2 separate regions of the Cricetulus griseus genome follow, and region 2 is linked to region 1. A link is a contact called in public Hi-C data. All regions are on one chromosome and are shown on one strand. The core of a region is the stretch at or near the end of the contact, and the rest is flanking DNA. Distances in the headings are between cores, read along the strand shown.

The links. A called contact is a pair of places that touch in the nucleus more often than the background predicts.
Region 2: a Hi-C map of the CHO-K1 cell line shows a contact between it and region 1, with 5 times the contacts expected there. The contact joins the promoter of Cables2 here to the promoter of Mrgbp in region 1. A contact is called at or near these places in 5 of 8 Hi-C or Micro-C datasets (the CHK-Q cell line, the CHL-YN cell line, the CHO-K1 cell line and 1 more).

The regions. Positions count from the first base shown.
Region 1 is chr6:1,356,551-1,362,666 of CriGri-PICRH-1.0, reverse strand. It overlaps Mrgbp (MRG/MORF4L-binding protein), which reads left to right and starts at 2,804. Exons shown (of 5, transcript XM_027419898.2): 1 at 2,804-3,030; 2 at 3,480-3,601; 3 at 4,527-4,608; 4 at 4,918-4,992; 5 at 5,350-6,116. The coding sequence starts at 2,883. The coding sequence ends at 5,537.
Region 2 is chr6:1,666,121-1,672,346 of CriGri-PICRH-1.0, reverse strand. It overlaps Cables2 (CDK5 and ABL1 enzyme substrate 2), which reads right to left and starts at 2,428. Exons shown (of 14, transcript XM_027419889.1): 1 at 2,287-2,428; 2 at 2,270-2,284; 3 at 2,232-2,267; 4 at 2,179-2,229; 5 at 2,062-2,176. The coding sequence starts at 2,413. Rbbp8nl (RBBP8 N-terminal-like protein) reads right to left here. Exons shown (of 13, transcript XM_035447116.1): 13 at 4,689-6,226. The coding sequence ends at 6,139.

The sequences.
Region 1 (6,116 bases), core at 1,555-4,054:
AGGAGCTTCTCAGCTCCCAACAGATATGCATTCACTTTAAAGCTGCCTATTGGGATGACTTGTTGAACACCAGAAAACAGGCTGCAGGAGCACACACGAGATAAAGGGCTAGTAGTTTCACTAAAGCTCGTTAGAAAGCAATAATGAGAGAGCTATAAATCCATGGGGTTGAGGGGTTGGAGCGATGTCTCAGAGGTTAGGAGCACTGACTACTCTTCCAGAGGACCCAGGTTCAATTCCTAGCATCGGCGTGGCAGCTCACACTTGTCTGTCACTCCAGCTCTGGGGGATCTGACACCCTCACACAGACATACATGCAGCTAAAACACCAATGCACATACATAAAATAAAGATAATTTTTTAAAGTGGGTCTTTTCCATTTTCAAAAAATAAATTCATGAGATTCGACTATGTATGTATCTGGCTCCAGATGTGTCTTCTGTTCATGAAAACAGAAAGTCAGCTGGCTCATGAGACAGTAGATAGAGTCCTAGATGCTGACCTCAGTGCTTAGCCTCTTGCTATTACCTGGCATAGAGTCCATTCTGCAGAGACCTGCCAAGGCTTCACAGAAGGAAAGAATGAAGACATTCTCCTCTCCTAAAACACTCAACCTGTCTACAGGCATCAAGTCTGATTTGCAGTCACACATTCCAGGATATATCTGGAATGACAGTCAGGTAGGTGTTTGCAGATATCACGCCGGTGGGATGTGGTCTCAGTGCCATGGTACATACAAACCACATAGAACAGAGGACCAGCTAGATTAGAGGAGGCCGAGGGTTACACAAGGGAAGAAGCTCCCTGTGGAAGGAGGCACTTGAAACAAGATCCTACCTGGTAGGGTTGAGACCACGATGAACCAGAGCCAGAAGCAGTCAGCAGCAAGGTCCCCCACACCCAGATATCTGGAGAATAACCAGTATATTATTCTGAACACTGCTCCTGGGCACTTAAGGTATGCTGGGTCTCAGCCTGGGAACTTGCACCATGGCAGGTCCCAGGTGGTAGGTATATTATGCTTCACTTCAGCCTTACAGTAATTAAGTCAAGTTCTGGATGCCAGACAGACAAAGACAAGGTCACAGGCCCTGGGGGAATCATAACTCCATGTGACAGCTGTGATCCCAGGCCCCACTGGGCTACATCTCCCCCATGGCACTGTTGGGACTCTCCTCACCAACCTACCTCCACAATGGAAAGCTGAAGCCAGCCACAGACGGCTGACTGGCTCTGAGCCCTGAGCTGTCCCAGACAATGAGGCTGGCCAGAGCCTGCACCCTCCACAGTGCCCTACTCACTGTTGTGAGCATGGTCTGGTTACAGGCCTGAATGAGGGACAGGTACAGGGTCAGAACTGGATTCCAAGGCCACAGCTGAGAGGCAGCAGTCAGGAAAGGGATTCTGAAGCCTGAACATGGAGGGCATAGATGAGGGATGAATGATAGAGACACCTGTACGGGTGGCAACTGGGGTGGTTCAGACCTCAAGGAGAGACCACATTCTTGTGTAGACTGCTCTGCCCAGCACTTGGCCCCACCCAATCCAGTGTGGCGTTGTGGCTGTTATACCAGAGTCATTAGTCCCCAAGAGACTACCAGGAGTCTGAGCTCCTATGCAAAAGCAAAGAGCCTTTATTGCAAGCTCCAGGTTGGGCTCTCCATCCGTTCCAACAGGGTGGTTGGATCAGGAAGAACATTGAGCTTAGCTATGGCGGGTTTTTTAAGGAGTAAAGGATGGGGTGTAAGGGAATTCTGGCTTCAGATCGGGGCTAAACTCCAGATTGGGCAGGAGTGAGGCAACAGAAATCCTGTCAAACAGGGATTGGTGCAGGCATTGCTGCAAGGAAATTGTCAACCTATATACAAGTTAGGTAAGCTATTCTTAGTGTTCTGAAGCATCTAGTATTTGTTTGTCTCAATTTTGATTGGTCCCCTGCAGGGTACAGTCTGTGGTTTTTCCTGGTTATTTTAAGAATGAGGCCTAGTGCCAGTATTGTTAGCCTGCAGCCTGTCATGGCTGCACTGATGTTAAGTTAGGCCTCTTCAGTGGCCAGACCAGAAACTAACACCTGTCTGAATTCATCACCAACCCACTTCTGGTGGAGCTCAACTGTGGGGACAGTACGGAGGTAGAAGTAGATGGCAAGGCCAGCAGGACCCAGATGCCAAGGAAGCACCGAACTCTGGGACTGTCATGAGCAACCAGGCCAGGGCCATTCTGAGATGATAAGAGCCTCAATTCTACAAATTGTGGTTGTCAGGCTTTTATTTTTACTTATTTATGGTGTGTGTGTGTGTGTGTACACACACACATACACAATGGTATGGATATAGAGGGTCGACTTGGTTCTCTCCTGCCCCCTGCAGGATCCAGGGGTGAGGCTGCAGTTATCAGGCTTGTGCACAAGCGTCTCTATTGGATGAGCCATCTCACTAGCCCCTGGCTTTAAAACACAAACAAACAACTTTACTGAGATGTAATTTACACACTGTATGATTTATTACTGGCAGGGGGAGAGCCTGAATCTTTTTAACATATTTAACTTAGGGGCGTGTGTATCATGCCATGTAGACTGACTGACTTGGAACTCTCAGAGATTCTCCTGCCTCTGCCTCCAGAACGCTAGGATTAAAGGAGTGCGGTGTTCTTTTAAAGCTAAGGTTTCTGCCAGCTCCCTCTCTGGCCAGAGCCGGAGGCAGGGAAAGGGCTGACCACCAGGGGGCGTGCCGGCACCGGAAGCCAGCCTTTGTTGCGCCTGCGCGGACGCGGATACGCGGCGATCCGGAGCCCAGCTAGCGCGCGCCCTCCACACCGAGTGCGCCTGCGCGGAGCCTGTAGCAACCCTTCTCTCGCCGGACGCTTGTGGCTCGCCCGCGGCCATGGGGGAGGCCGAGGTGGGCGGCACGGGCGCCCCAGGCGACAAGGGCCCCGGCGAGGCAGCCCCGAGCCCTGCTGAGGAAACGGTAGTGTGGAGCCCTGAGGTGGAGGTGTGCCTCTTCCACGCCATGCTGGGCCACAAGCCTGTCGGTGAGCGTCGCGGCGAGCCGCGCACCCGCATGGGGGTGGGGCGGGTAAACGGGCGGGCGGGCGGGCGAGCGCGGGCGGGCGGAGCCTGCGACCTCACCCGAGACGGGACCTCCCACTTCGGAGTGCCCAGTTAGTCCAAGACCCCATGACGTTCCTGCCCGAGAAGCCCTCTCCCGGGGGACGCCCCTGACTTCCCTGCCCTTGAGACACTCCTACCCCAGGGACCGCCTCCACAGTCCCCGCCTCTGCAGCCCCCCTTGCCCCGGACCCGCCTACTGTATACTTACTTGCCCCTGGGACACCCACTTGCCTCCTGACACCTCTATCCTCTTTGACACCTGACTCCTGCAACACCCCCACCTGCCATTTCATACCCCTGCCCCTCCAACGTCCATGCTGTCTGCACAGAGATGCAGCCCTAACCCCTAACCCACTGTCCTGCCTCTCAGGGGTGAATCGACATTTCCACATGATTTGTATTCGAGACAAGTTCAGCCAGAATATTGGGCGCCAGGTCCCATCCAAGGTCATCTGGGACCATCTGAGCACTATGTATGACATGCAGGCACTGGTGAGTTGGACCGTGGCTCACCGCTTTGGGGCTGAAGGTGGAGACGGGTCCCACCCACATCCTGTCTTCCTAGGATCATCTGTGGTAGTACAAGACAGAGCCCACCGGTCACGTGGGGTTCACTATGCAGAGCAGAGAAGAAGTGATCTCAGTAGATGAGGCCCTTCCTCAGGAAAGCCCAAGTCCTGCTGTGGAAAGCACTAACTAGTGATGGTCTCTGACCACTTTTGCTTTAGATCTGGGGTGGCCACAAGAAGTCTTCCAGGGAGATAGATAGTTGGCTGCTGAGATGCCAGAGAATAGCATCAGCCTCAGTGTAAAGTAGTAAGAGGTCCCGAGCGCTCTAGGTGGAGGCTGACCCCATCTGAGTCCCATTGAGGTGCACTGGATACCCCTGTGGGAGCCAGATGTAGTCCTCTTTGTAGAGCTTAGAGGTAGCGCTGTCTGATGGGTGACTGTGTAACTGGTTTGGAGAGCTGGCAATGTGTGACAGGTATGCAGGGTAACTAGTAACCAAGCTGGGCAGATTTGTCTATAGTGTCTGACAGGCAGTGTAACTTCAGTACCAGGATAGGTGGAGCTGTAGGTGCCTGTGGTCATGGTGCACCTGGGGAACATTGTCCTGGTGGGAATACTGCAGTGGTGAGCCAGGTCAGTTCCTGGTATGCACATCAGCGGGGCTGACATGTTGCCAGTTTCCTCTGGGTGGCACGCGCCTGGTCCTTTTCTCTGGCTTTGTTGGGCTGGTGCTAGCCTGGCCCTCCCTCATTTGAAAAGCCCAGCTGCAGTAGACTCTGCAAGCTAGAGCCAGGAACCCTACCAGCTCAGCCTCCAGCCTGCTCCTCCTGTGCATCTTAGTGAGCTGATACCATTTTCTGTTTCTCAAAAATACAAAAAAAAAACCAAAACTGCTTTGTGCCGGCAGCACGAGTCTGAGATTCTCCCATTCCCAAATCCAGAGAGGAACTTTGTCCTTCCAGATGAGATCATTCAAGAGGTCCGAGAAGGTGAGACTCGGCCACCATCGGGGCTGGGGATTAAAAAAGCCGGACCAGGCCAAAGGTGGGGAGGTCTGGGGCCTCCAGGGAGGTGTAAGGATCCTGCTCAGACCCCACATCCAGTGGCACCCGGGAGGTTTTGGGAACCAAGGGCTGGGGAGAGCGGTGCTCAAAGGCAGTCTCCTGATGGATGCCATCTCGTGATGGACGCCGAGGCCTGTGTGGGCAGCGAGAATCGGAAGCAGTCATGGCCAGACCATCCCCCAACGCTGGCCACCACCGTGGGTTTCCAGTGAACGGCAGCTGTCTCCTCCACAGGAAAAGTGGTCATTGAAGAGGAGATGAAGGAGGAGATGAAGGAGGATGTGGACCCCCACAGTGGGGCTGATGACGGTAAGCGTGGCACGCCTCAGGCGGAATGGGACCAGGAAGCCGTGGAGTCAGAGGGGTGGAGGGTCCACTTAGAGATGAGCTCACCTCAGGCAGGAGGGCCCCTGAAGGCCTGGAAGGGGCCAAGCATTCAGCTGTCCCTTCACTGAGACCAAGGCCAAACCTGGGAGCATCAAGTGTGCTCAGACAGGAGACCCCTAGGGAGATGAGGCGTCTCTTATAGCCCAAGCTTCACAGGACTCCCACCCAGGGTAACATTAGGTGCAGAGAGCCTGATGTATATCTCATTATCTAGCTGAACAGGAAAAAAAAATGAGTTTGTGTATATTTTGTCTTCAGCCAAATGATTTTGTTTCTCAGTTTTTTCATCTTCAGGGAGCTTGGGGAAAGCATTAGAAAAATCCAGCAAAGACAAGGAGAAGAACTCCTCAGACTTGGGGTGCAAAGACGGGGCAGACAAGCGGAAGCGCAGCCGGGTCACTGACAAGGTCCTGACTGCCAACAGCAATCCCTCCAGCCCCAGTGCTGCCAAGAGGCGCCGAACATAGACACCTCAGCCCCAGGTGCCACAGAGATGCGCTAATGCTGCAAGCCCTCACTGCCTGTTCTCAGGTTCCCGGGTGAATGTGACCATCCGGCAGAGATGCTAGTGGGGGCTTCTCCTGTGTCATCAGACCATCCGAGCACCTGACTGGTCCACAAGACCAGCATCCTCTCCGCTTGGATGGTGAAGCCTCTGACCAACCTCTTGCTTTCTCCTGGTTGGTTCCCGCTGTGCCCACAGTGTGTGGAGAGGAGCAGGTGCATGGGACCAGAGGACTGAGAGTCACAAGCAATAAGACACCGCCCTCACTGTCCTCTGAAGGAGGCAGCCACTCACCTTTCCTAGATGCCCACTCTTTGCATTGCTTGTCCTGTGAGGCTCCAGCGTGCACTGGCATCAGGAAAAGGTGTCTTTGGAGTTGACAGAGCACACACTGTGCACAGAAGGCCTCCCCTATCTGGGAAACAAGAACTGGATATTTTGCCTCATTCACGTGTACTGTAACAATGTATATAATTTGGTTCGTATTTCACTATTTAATTTTTAAGAAGCCTATTTTACTAGTGTTTTTGTATGAAGAAAA
Region 2 (6,226 bases), core at 1,179-3,678, 310 kb before region 1:
AAGACAATAACAGTGCCTAAAGCCCCATGCAGAAAACTAGCGGTGATTCCGTCACTAGCTAGAAACGCTGTTGGGAGCCCCAAGTTATAACAGTTGTCACTTTCCTGAGTCTTTAGGATCCTGGGACCTCAAGGAGAAAGGCTTCATGTCAGCCCATTGCAGAGGGGGAGACTGAGGTTCCAAGAGACCCATTAGGTGCTCAAGGTCACAGAGCTTCTGGATGGCAGAAAGCTGGTCTGTACTCATTGTGACACAGCCTTCAGGAACTCTAGGGTTTTGCATCTTAAAAAACAACAGATCAGGTGGAGAGATGGCTCAGAGGATAAGAGCACTGGCTGCTCTTCCAGAGGACCCAGGTTTGGATCCCAGCACCCACAGGGCAACTCACAACTGTCTGTAACTCCAGCTGCAGAGGATCCGACACCCTCACACAGACACACATGCAGACAAAACACCAACGCACATAAAATAAAAAACACAAACAGATCAGGGCACTAAATCTGGGGGCCAGTAGCCCCCTTTAACAGGCCAGCCACTACTGTCTCTCCTAGCCACAGGACGGGAGCTGAGAGAGGGTAGACAGTCCTCTTCCTAAGGGCCTGTGCCCATGAGAGGAAGGATAACAACTCCAGGGCAGTGCCAAGAACTTGTAAGCAGAGCCCAAGAAGAAAAAGACATCTGCCACAGGCAATTGTAGTTGTGGGTGGTAGCGAGGATGTCAGAATGAAGGAAAGCAGAACTGGGAGGGTAGGAGATGGCTCATTGGAGGAGCTAGCAAAGGGAGCCTGACCCACGAAAACTTCAGACTGATCTTCAGTTCTGCTCTTCACAAGGGGTCCAGCTAACACTCTGGGACAAAATGACCCTTATCCCCAGTGGATCCTTCTATGTCCGGTGGAGATCCTACAGGCTAAGGTGGTGACCACAGAAAGTTCAGGCCCTCCTGGCCACACAGACATGTGATGCAGGGTCAGATGTCAGGTAACTTTTCCCCATCACAGACGTGGGAGGCACCTCCACACTGTGAGTCTACAGCTTACCCATGCTAGACTTGCCCAGGGCTTCCCACACCTGGGAGCTACCTGGCAGGAGCTCTGCCCTATAGTAGTGGGCCCTGCCCAGAAGGGACCACAATGGCTAGAGCTGCCTGCTATTGTCACTCTTCAGGTGAAGACTGAGACTGTCAGAGGGGGCTGAGAAGGCTGAGACCCACTTGGTACCTGGTAGCTGTGGACACTGGGGTGTGGGCACAGTCCGGGGGTGGGGTGGGGCAGGGCAGTGGTTAGCAATAAAAGCTGCCCTGGGTTAGGCTGAGGAGTCCTCAGAAACGACCCAGTGCAGAGGTCCTCTGTCCAGCAGCTGTGGCATGGCAGGGAGGAAGGTCTGGCCGGGTATACAGGGCTGAGAACAGACCCTGGCCCACAAGCTGAGGCCGACACACAGCACATAAAAGTGTTTGCGAGTTCCAGTGCTTAGGGTACTGATAGAATGGACAGGGAGGGGTGTGTCTAAAGTCAGTTAAGCTGAGGGAACTCTGAAGGTGAAGAACTGACCCCATAACCAGGATCTGACGGCTTTAATGGAAGTATTCCCTGTACCTGGCGGCTGACAAGCTTCAGGACACTGCAACTCTGTGACACGGGCTGACAAGGCTCCATTTAACCCCAAATTTTGTCTCCTGTATTCTGGACTGATGCTGCCAGATCATCTCAGCCCAAGTCAAGGGCAGATAGGACTACCAGGCGCTCTGACTCATGCATGCTGGGGTGGGTGATGGACCCTGGGGCCACCTCTGACCCCTTATGTCTTGGGTGCCGGGTGAATGGATCCACCTTACCCCAACCACGGCCAGGTCCGCCGAGCCCGTGGCTTACCGGAACCCTTGTGCTCTGTGCTGCCGAGCCCACAGGTCAACCACCCTGTGAGCCGGGAGGAAGGATTCGGCTCACTACCTAACCTGTGCCTGGCTGCCAAGCCCACAGGTCACGCACCGGGCGTGCGGGCCGGGCCTCTAGGCCACCCCAACCCCAGCGTGCAGCCCGCCCCGCCCAGCCCACTCACCTCTGGCGCTGCCCGTCTAGGCCGAGGCCGGCGGGCGCCGTCGTGGGGCTGAGTAGGCCCTGGGGCGCGGGCCTGCCTGGCAGCCCCGGGAGGCCTCCGGGTGGAGCGGGCGGGGCGCGGGCGGCTCGCGGGCCTCGGTGGGCGGTGGTGGCGGCGGCGGGGGCTTCTCCCGCCGGGACCCAGGCTCGGGGGCCGTCCGTCCAGGAGATGTTATTGAGGAAGAGAGAGCGGCCTGGCGGCGCCGGGAGTCCCCGCGCCTCCGCGGCACGGACGGCGGGTTCCGGGCGGCCGGCGCGGGCCTGGCGGGGCCGGGGGCCGGACCCGGGGCTCCTCCCGCCGCGGCCGCGGCCATGCTCGAGTGCGCCGCCGCGCCGCGCCGTCGCGCTGCTGCCCATTGGCCGCGGCGCGCCTGCATGCAAATGTCACCCCGTCACTCCCGCCCATTGGCCGGGGCGCGCCCATATGCAAATACAGTTCCATTCTCCCTGCCCATTGGCCGCGGCGCGCCTGCATGCAAATGTCACCCCGTCACTCCCGCCCATTGGCCGGGGCGCGCCCATATGCAAATATAGTTCCATTCTCCCTGCCCATTGGCCGCGGCGCGCCTGCATGCAAATGCAGCTTCGCTGAGCCCTTCCATTGGCTAGCGAGGTGTGTCCTGCTCTGGCGCTCCCCCGGGTCCTAGAGGTGGTTAACATCTGTCGATTGTTAGTTTCGCGGGGCCACGGGACCCTCAACCGCAAGGTCGGTGGCTGCAAGGCGCCGGTGTCCTGTTCTCTTGCCCAGACGCAGTGTACGGGGCATCCTGCAGAGAACGGTCATTGTGGGCCGCGGACTCGGGGTGTGGGCCAGGCCTGGCCACTTGCCCTCCGGGCTGTTTCTTAAGAGCCGAGAGGTTCCTCTGGGTCGGGCATCCACCCACGGAGCCACCGGAGCCCGCAGCTTCAGCTTCCGGGCGGTGCCAGCGGGCCCGCCTGACCGCCCTCACTGTCTGCAGAGGAGACCGGTCTACGGTCCGAGGACAGCTGGCACTTTCCCGGTTGCCTGGCGTCTGCATGGCGCTCAGCCTTTAGTTTCCTCCGTGGTCCGGTGGCCAGGGCTTGAGTCTGCAGTTTTTGGCTATGTACCGTGTGTGTATGTCCGTCCCGTTGTGCCACCGTATGCTCTTTCCAGCTCCCAGCCGATGTGGACTCCTAGTCTTTAGAGGAAAGTCCCCCTTATGTTCCGGTCTCTGGTCCCGTGGCTACTGCACCCGGTGCTGGGGTGGAGTTGGCTGATGGACAGGGAACCCTGGGAAGCGGCTTCTTTGCTTGGAGGAGAATCTATCAGTGGTGTGACCCACAAGAGTCCTTACTGCTAGTTCCCTCTCTGCTTTCAAGGCTCAGGCAGGCTGACCCCGCCCCACCTCACCCCACCCCCGCCATTGATCCCTACACGGGTAGGCTTACCTGTAGAGGCAAATGACCGTACACCGGATATGGATATAGATGGGTAATTTATTAAGTGGAAATCACTTACATGAGAAACCGATGACCCAGGTTAGTCTCAGACCCAACCCGGTGAGAGAGATAACGCCCCTCGCCTCAGCCCGCAGGTCGACACAGGGTTTCTCTGTGGCTTTGGAGGCTGTCCTGGAATTGGTTCTTGTAGACCAGGCTGGTCTCGAACTTACAGAGATCCACCTGCCTCTGCCTCCCGAGTGCTGGGACTAACGGCGAGCTAGAGCTCTCTCCCTACACTTACCCTGCCCTCTCCTTTTCTTCCCTGTCTTTTTCCAAGCTGGCCTCTGGCAGGAGCCAGTGGTAAGGTGGGCAGTTTTCTTTTCTAGTAAAACGCAGGGCTCCCTCCCAGAGACTGTCATTTCTTTTCTTTTTTTCTTTTTTCTTTTTTTTTGGTTTTTCGAGACAGGGTTTCTCTGTGGCTTTGGAGGCTGTCCTGGCACTCACTCTGGAGACCAGGCTGGCCTCGAACTCACAGAGATCCGCCTGCCTCTGCCTCCTGAGAGCTGGGATTAAAGGCGTGTGCCACCAATGCTCGGCGAGACTGTCATTTCTGTCAGAGGGTAGGACTAAACACTGAAGGGGTCATTGTGTCTGATGTGTGTGATGCCCTTGGCACTCAGGCTGCTGTTAGCCCCCACTGTCTGCAAGTGACCATGGGAGTGACTCACTTGGGTTTTGGTCCCCAGTAGCAATGATGTACTTGTATGCCTAAGCTGCTTTGGGATGGGTGAGACACTGTAGTGTTGGGCCTGTGGTATGGTGGCGTGGGGTCCTTGTTGCTAATGTGCACAGTCCTCGATGGGGGAGGGACAACAAACTTGTGGCTAACTGTCAAATGGACATGGCAAAGATATGTGTCCTCAACAGGGTGCCACAGATGCAGAGCTAGACCTAGAGTTGGACCCCAATGCTGGCAGGCATTGTGGGATCCTTGAGGTGCGTAAGGGATATTTAGGCAGGAATTTGGCTTCTTCCTGGGTGTGGTGTTGGGGTGTGTTCCCTCACAGACCAAACCTGACCAAGAGGTTAGAGTAAATAGATCATACAGCTTGTGTTTTATTTAATTTTGAAAAATAAAAAGAACTCAAGAAACCTGTAACAACCATTTGAACACACACACACACACACACACACACACACACACACACACACCTACGAATGCACACATGCACACCCTTCCCCTGGGATATCCCTTGGAACTTAGTCCCTCTGCCCTCTCAGGTGGCAGGCAGAGGGGCCACTGTCTGTCCAGTAGAGAATGGTACCCTTTCATCAAGCCCAGGCCTTACCTAGCCCCAGCAACAGCTTCTCCAGTTCCAGAGGTTTCAGACTCTCACAATCGAAACTCTGACTCTACAGCACCCTTTTATGCTGTAGTCCCTTCTATGTGGCTTGGTCAGCTCGGGCCTTCCTCACTCAGTTATGGTCAAGTGAGTTCTGCTTGGCCTTCAATCTGACCTCTAGACACTTATAAAAGCAAGCTAGACCCCAGCAGTGGTGGCGCACGCCTTTAATCCCAGCACTTGGGAGGCAGAGGTAGGTGGATCTCTGTGAGTTCGAGGCCAGTCTGGTCTACAGAGCGAGTGCCAAGATAGGCTCCAAAGCTACATAAAGAAACCCTGTCTCGAAAAACTAAAAAAAGGAAAAAAGAAAAAGAAAGAAAAACCAAACAAACAAAACAAAATAAACAAAAAAGCATGCTAGGACCTTTGCCTACTTGGCGTACTCCTATTCATCCCTCAAAATCCAAACTGAAGTTTTAGATGCCACCTTCCTTGGCCTCCCCAAGACACCTTCTCTCTTCCTTGTCTCTCCCCACACTGGACCCTGACTTGGTGCTTTTACCCCTTTGCCCACAGTGCCTGTCTTTGTTCTGGGAGTGGCAGTTATTAAACTTCGTACACACAGGTCCCGGAATATCTTCAATGCCCACATGATCCAGTGGCTCAGGACTGATTAAGCTCAAAGACACTGAGACATCCACCTCACCAGCACTGGTTGTCAGTGTGCAGGGGCTCTTCAGAACATAGGGCTCTGCCTTCCTGCACTTGGATCCACTTAATCCTCGATCACCTGCCTAAAGGGGTCATGCCGTTGCCCTCAGCCCTGCCAGCTGCATATAATAATATCATGCATATTCTTCCCTGAGGTCTTTGGAGGTCACGTCTAACCAGGCATTGTCTCCCCTTTTCCGTTTTGTTGGCTGCATTTGCTCAGACTCCACAAGAGGGCGCCTGAGACCGCTGCCCGAAGCTTCCTTCCTGGCCTGGAAAAGTCTGCAGGGTAGATGACCCCCACTTGCACTTGGAGGTGGGGCGTTGCCTAGAAAAAGCAGGAGGTGGGGGCTGGACTGAGGCTCCTCCTATTCCCGGCCCTGCCTCCAGGTAGGGTTGGGAGGGGGTGGAGCTGCCCAGAGACCTGGGAGTGGATGAGCCTCATCAAGCCCTCTAGAAGTAGGAAGAGCCTGGGTGCACTGACTGTTCCAGGCTATCTTCAGGTTGGGTGGTTTGACCGGTGCAAGCAATAGTCTGTGACAGAAAGCCACCTCTGGGCAAATGTCCCTTAGTCTGGTGGGTTAGGACTCCTGGCAGCTGTTAACTGGGGAGAGGCTGAAGTCCTCTGTGTCCCTTGGACTCCCATCTGCTGGTGTCAGAGACTCCTTC